Linked DNA regions of Sus scrofa: region 2 is linked to region 1. The links are chromatin contacts, called in public HiChIP or PLAC-seq maps. All regions are on one chromosome and are shown on one strand. The core of a region is the stretch at or near the end of the contact, and the rest is flanking DNA. Distances in the headings are between cores, read along the strand shown. Region 1 overlaps FKBP5 (FK506 binding protein 5). Region 2 overlaps SLC26A8 (testis anion transporter 1).

Region 1 (3,302 bases), core at 205-2,704:
CAGAGTGTGAGGGTTTGTGTTGGTGTAGTCTATTGTCCTGTGTATGCTTCCTGTCTAGACTAAGATACACAATCGTTTGCATCAGGGCTACTCTGCTCAAGTAGCCAAGTTCACGCCTGCTCTCAGTCGGCAACCATCATCCCTCGGCACCGTAAGCAGCCCTGCCGTGGCATCTGTTCATCAGAGTACAAAATGCAGAGGCGGACAGTCGCGGGGAGGGAGTGGGGGGGCGGGAATTGACCTCTGTGGCTGAGGGGAACAGTTTCTCTTCTAATCAGTGATTAATATGCCTCTTCTGACTTTAGAAATCCACCTCTGCCTCTTCATTTGCCTTTTCTAGGGGTCGGTAGGATCCCACTCACTGTCTCTTGGATGCTCCGCTCTGTTAGATAGCAGATGCAGGCAGAGAGACTCTCCCTTGGCATATGAATCAGGCAGCAGAGAAAACCGTTGCCGAGTAGGAGTAACCTGTCACAACCTGGTTTTCTCTGTTAAATGGCCAGTCTTGTCCAGTAGTAATGCCATTACAACATTCCCATTCAGATCCCCATGACCCAGTAATTGTTTTGGAAATGAGTGCAAAGCTATCAGACTACTATAATTAGAAAAGAGAAAAACAGACACTTACCAGAGTAACGTCTTTAGGCTGGAGCATTTACAGCAATTTTTTTTCTCAGTTTTGCTTCCTAAAATACACATTATACAGTTTTTTGGTTCCTGCATTCCAGTTTTGTTTTGTTTTTTTTTTTTCCCTTACTGCAGTGCACTCCCCCCCCCATCTTAATCGGAGTACAAATTGCTGTCAGCACATCGAGTTCATGTGCCAGCCACATTCAGAACAGGGTGTTCTGTGCTCTTCAAAACAAAATTGCTCTAGGGCAGTAAGAGAACAATAAGTCAGAGCTCCAGTTTAAGTGATGTTTTGCAGCAGCCTGGGTTCACTTGATGTGGTTACTCTCGGATTGCGCAGCAAAACTGGGGTAATTTGGTTTGGTTTGACTCGGTGGGGTTTGGAGGACCTCCTCCCTTTAAGTTATGTAGACTTTAAGTCAAGAGAAAATGTCCCTTTTTAACTTGTATGTTTCTTTCTGTCCCCAAAAAGCCTTAAGTAGAAGCATCCTGTATGTACTTTTATTCTCTTCGGGCACGTCATAGATCAGTTACTTCCCGTAAATCATGCTGGTTGGAATTAGCAACAGACCTCCTGAGCCCTAGAGGCCGAGCTCCCAGTGAGTCATGATGGTTATTGTTAAATATTTATTAAGTGAGTATTTGCACTAAGAGATACAAGGTCAAAAGCAACCACAGGTCTTCCACAGCCAGAGCTGCCACAGTTTTCTTTTGTGGCAACTGTTGAGACAGTTTTTTTTAAAAAGCTAGGTCTACAGGAGCTGGGCGTGTCTGCATCTGTCACCATGATGGGGGCCTGCTGTCGCAGTGGCAGTAGCAGGCATTTCTGTAGCCCCAAGGTGGGGTGTGAGTTCTTGTCAGCAGTCTTGTAGAACTTGTCACACCAGTGTTCCAAGTTTAGAAATTGGAGCCACAGCCGCTGCTGCTTGTAGGGAGATGTAAAGAATCGATGGACTGTCCACACCCTGAGCTGTGGTACCTCCTCTTGCTCGGATAATGTCAGTATTGACAGGGGGCGGTTTACATGTATAGACGGCTGTGCACCTATGTGCACATACATCTCATTACATCAATTTAAGATTTTATGGTACTGTAGGTGGTGCTTGTCCAGGTCCAGCTTAAAAGAGTTAGATTTAGTAGAAAAAAATTAAAAGATTTGTTCCTATGTAAGGTAGTAAGTATAGCCTTATTGCATGTATTTACCTTCTAGGTGGCCACAAACATTGGTTCTGTCATTTATTGTCTCTTAGACCAGCTACAGTGAACCTTTTTGCTTTGTTAATTATGACTCCATTATAATTTGGGAACTTTTTTTTTTTTTTTTTTTTTTTGCTCATGTGCTTGCCTCACTTATCTTTCCCAACATGTTTATTAGTAGCCAACCTGTTCTTTCTCTAATATGAAGGGTTATCACATGTAAAGAGAACTTGTGAAATTATTTATGTAATCTTAATATCAAGTACATGCATCGAGCTGAAAGCCAGCCTAGGAAACTGACACACAAGCAGGAATCCTTTGCAGAGTCTCTGGATTTCCTGTTTTGAAAACACACTCAAACTTGATCAACCAAAAACCACAACGAATGTACTGATAGTTTCCTCCCCCACTAAATGTACTCTCCTTCAGGGAGGAAAATGCTTCTAACAATAAACCTCACATAAAAAGATCTGTCATCTAAGTTGTGAGCTACTAGGATAATAAATCTCAATACTTGCAATATTTTACAATGTGTGGGCTGAAATTCACTTTGCTCAGCAAATCTTTTTTCATGAAAAGTGTCATCATGTTAATCTAAATTAAATTCCCTGGGCAGATTTTAAAATATATGAGAACACAAACTTTTCATAACTCACAAAATTCTTCAGAAACATGAGCATTTACTCTAGTAAAAATATCTTAAGCCTTGGATTCCCTCAGAACCTCTCTAGCATGTATTTGAAAATAATAAAGTTGAATTTTTTTTTTTTTTTTTGTCTTTTTAGGGCTGTACCCGCGCCATATGGAGGTTCCCAGGCCAGGGGTCTAATCGGAGCTGTAGCCGTCAGCCTATGCCACAGCCACAGCAATGCCAGATCTGAGCCGCGTCTGCAAGCTACACCACAGCTCACGGCAACGCCAGATCCTTAACCCACTGAGCGAGGCCAGGGTTTGAACCCTCAACCTCATGGTTCCTAGTCGGATTCATTTCCACTGTGCCACGATGGGAACTCCAGAAAATAATAAAGTTAAATTTATTTTGAAACTAATTTCCAATCAAAGGAACTCTCATTGTGCTGTGAGCTCCGTTGTGTTTTATCTAGAACATTCCCAAAGTGAATGAAATAGGGTCATCTGCATTCGTGAGCATGGTCCCTGAACAAAATTCCTGTGTGTTGGCTCCACCCTGACAGTCAGCCTAGCCCTTGGCCTGCTCAGAGCGTTTGACTCGAGAGTCAGGCCTGCTCTAGTTTGGCCCAAGCATCTTAGACTCCATCCTGGGTCTGCAGTGGGAACAATGGGATGCTATCAATTGTGATTTAGAAAAGGGTAGAGAGCTTCAAAGCATAAACGACCATGGGACATTTTGGCCCCTGGTGTCTGTGCCACTGCTGTTTACTCTTCAGGGTTTCTCTCCTTTCCCAGGCTTGGGCTAGAGGTAACGCGATCAAATGATTAACTGCAGGAATCAGCTT
Region 2 (3,302 bases), core at 250-2,749, 280 kb before region 1:
TAGCTTGCAGATGCAGCTTGGATCTGGTATTGCTGTGGCTGTGGTGTAGGCCGGCATCTGTAGCTCTGAATCGACCCCTAGCCTGGGAACTTCCATATGCTCCAGGTTCAGCCCTAAAAAGCAAAATTAAAAAAAAAAAAATCAAAAACAGAAAGTAAGAGTTCCCGTTATGGTGCAGCGGAAACGAATCTAACTAGGAACCATGAGGTTTTGGGTTCAATATCTGGCCTTGCTCAGTGGGCTAAGGATCTGGCATTGCCCTGAGCTGTGGTGTAGGTCGCAGACGTGGCTCAGATCTGGCAATGCTGTGGTCGTGGCTGTGGCTGGCAGCAACAGCTCCAGTTAGACCCCTAGCCTAGAAACCTCTATATGCCTCAGGTGCGGCCCTAAAAGGACAAAAGACAAAACGAACAAACAAAAAACATGGAAAGTAAAGTGTCATGGAATTCCCTGGGGGCCTAGAGGTTAAGGATCCAGCATTGCCACTGCTGTGGCTCTAGCTTGATCCCTGGCCAATGGGTGCAGCAAAACAAACAAACAAACAAAAAAACAGTAAAGTGTCAGAAGAATGGACACTAAACTTGAATGAAGAAGGGAGGGAGGAGGGACTGGGAGGGACTGGGAGTTTGGGGTTAGTAGATGCAAACTATTACATTTAGAATGAATAAGCAGTGAGGTCCTGCTATATAGCACAGGGAACTATATCCAATCTCCTGGGATAGACCATGATGAAAAAGAAAATTTTAGAAAATGTGTAAAAAAAACTTGAGGCGTTCCCATCTTGGCTCAGCAGTAATGACTGCTCAGTAGGTTAAGGATCCGGTGTTGCCGTGAGCTGCAGTGTAGATAGGATCTGGAGTTGCTGTGGCTGTGGTGTAGGCCAGCAGCTACAGCTCTGATGTCGCCCCCTGGCCTGGGAACTTCATATACTTCTAGGATGGCCCTTAAAAAACAAACAAACAAAAACTTGAATACGGAAAGATAAGGTGTTAAAACTCCTGGGTAAATATAAGTGAAATACATTAGGCGAGAGCTAATAGAGGTCAGAATATTAGGCAGGGTGAGAGCATGGGTCTAGAGTAAGACCATGGGTCTAGAGTAAGACCATATCGTATCATTTTATGTGAACTGAGTTTTGTTGTCATAGAGCTTCTGCCAGACACTCTTTGACTTTTAAGATGTAGCTCTTTTGTACTATGTGGCAAAAAGAAGGAAGATGAGCTATATTAAAAGAAAGATGTTCTATGCAAGTGTGAAGAAACTCTGAAATCAAAATGTGATTTTTGTGGTAAGAAGAAATGTGATAAGAACTATTCCAGACACTAGTTCCCACTAACTTTTGACAACATACTTTATTTAGTATATAAGCTTGACAAATCTGGGGAGAAAAGATACACAAGGTTGGGAGTTCCCCTGGCTTCATTCAGTGGGTTAAGGATACGGCATTGCCACAAGCTGTGGCATAGGTCACAGATATGACTCAGATCTGGTGTTGCTGTGACTGTGGTGTAGCTCTGGAGCTGCAATTCTTGTTTGACCCCTAGCCTGGGAACTTCCATATGCCATGGGTGCAGCCATCAAAACAAAACAAAACAAAACGAGTTATTATTATTGTAATTTTTTTTTTTTTTGGTCTTTTTGCTATTTCTTTTGCTATTTCCCACGACGGGAACTCCCAAAACAAGTTATTATTAAAAAAAAAAAAAAAAAAAAAGACAGAGAGAGAGGAGTTCCCATTGTCACTCAGTGGTTAACTAACCTGACTAGCATCCATGAGGATGCGGGTTCAATCCCTGGCCTCACTCAGTGGGTTAACAATCCAGCGGTGTCATGAGCTGTAGTGAAGGTCAAAGACTCGGCTTGAATCCTGCATTACTGTGACTGAGGTGTAGGCTGGTGGCTACAGCTGTGATTGGACCCCTAGCTGCAGGCATGGCCCTAAAAAGACATAAATAAATAAATAGGAAAGAAAAGAGAATAAATAAATTATAAAAGAAAGAGGAGTTCCCTGGTAGCTCAGCAGGTTAAAGATCTGGTGTTGTCACTGCCATGCCTCAGATCACTGCTGTGGCGCAGTTCGATTTCCGCCCTGGGAATGTTCGATTTCCGGCCTGGCATGGCCCAAAAAATAAAAACTAAAAGAAAGAAATGAGTTGTGTTCTTTTTAAAGGAAGTAGATAGGGCAGTAGAGAGAGCCTGGATTTTGGAGTCAACCAGTCAAGTGGATTTAAACCTGACTCAGTGGTTCCTAGATGTGACCTTGAGCAGGTTACTTTCACTTTCTGAGGCTCTAGTACTCATCTGTAAAATGGGTATAAGGATAACCTCTTTTTTTTGGCCACACCTGTGGCATATGGAAGTTCCCAGGCTAGGGATTGAATCTGAGCTGCAGCTGTGACCTATGCCACAGCAATGGCAGATCTTTAACCCACTTCGCCAGGCTGGTGATTGAGTCTGTGCCTCAGCAGCAACCCAAGCTGCTGCAGAGACAACACCTAATCCTTAAAACCTGCTGTGCCACAGGATAACCTTTCAGTTGTGAGAATTAAACTGGATGATAATAGGGCCCATCATAGTGCCTGTCACTTAAGATGTTCAAAAATCAGAGCTTCTACCCAGGTTCCTAGTGCCCCTGCTGGTGCTTGGTTATCTACTCTCCACTACTTGTGGAGCAGTTGGTGTCTGAGAGTCTGCATGTTGACAGTGCCTGTGGTTTACAGGAACTCACATTGCCCTGAACCCCCAGAAAGAAGGTAGAGTCATAGCGGTTAACCAACCCGACTAGGATCCATGAGGATGCAGGTTCGATCCCTGGCCTCACTCAGTGGGTAAGGATTTGGCATTGCTGTGAGCTGTGGTGTAGGTCGCAGACATGGCTTGGATCCTGCGTTGTCGTGGCTGTGGTGTAAGCTGGCAGCTACAGCTCCGATTTGACCTCTAGCCTGGGAACTTCCATATGCTGCAGGTGCTGCCCTAAAAAACAAAAAACCAAAAAACCAAAAAAAAAAAAAAGAGAGAGAGAGAGAAGGTACAGTCAGTCTTTGTTCAAGAAAGCTTGGAAAAGTGATGGAAAATCAGAGCAGAAAAGCAAAACATGCATGAGATATAGAGTTGTACTTGCCTGCTGTTTCTAGACCCTTTTCAGGCCCTGAGTCTGGATTTCTGAAAGCCATCGAGCAAACTCCTAAGGTACAGTGCCACCAAGGATGGCCCTCTGACCCCAAAGCCCATTCCCATTCCCTTGCATGTGTAGCCATGGGAGACACACAATTATTGGCAGGCCTCCCAGAGCAGCAAGTTCA

The links. HiChIP or PLAC-seq counts read pairs in DNA pulled down with a chosen protein or histone mark.
Region 2: an H3K27ac HiChIP or PLAC-seq map of alveolar macrophages shows a contact between it and region 1. The contact joins two enhancer-like sites. A contact is called at or near these places in 2 of 47 Hi-C or Micro-C datasets (embryonic fibroblasts and epiblast stem cells) and 1 of 2 datasets of contacts at active chromatin or transcription factors (alveolar macrophages).

The regions. Positions count from the first base shown.
Region 1 is chr7:31,465,338-31,468,639 of Sscrofa11.1, reverse strand. All of the region lies in intron 6 of FKBP5 (FK506 binding protein 5), which reads left to right. It overlaps LOC110261510 (a long non-coding RNA gene), which reads right to left. Exons shown (of 3, transcript XR_002345681.1): 2 at 629-686. Among named protein-coding and RNA genes, the nearest start is that of FKBP5, 83 kb to the left of the region's middle. Within about 2 kb of position 1,454, at least 49 of the 83 cell types and tissues checked have an H3K27ac peak or open chromatin away from gene starts, as enhancers often do. A contact at or near this core is called in alveolar macrophages, where this site is marked.
Region 2 is chr7:31,743,493-31,746,794 of Sscrofa11.1, reverse strand. All of the region lies in intron 11 of SLC26A8 (testis anion transporter 1), which reads left to right. Among named protein-coding and RNA genes, the nearest start is that of SRPK1, 44 kb to the right of the region's middle. Within about 2 kb of position 1,499, at least 1 of the 83 cell types and tissues checked has an H3K27ac peak or open chromatin away from gene starts, as enhancers often do. A contact at or near this core is called in alveolar macrophages, where this site is marked.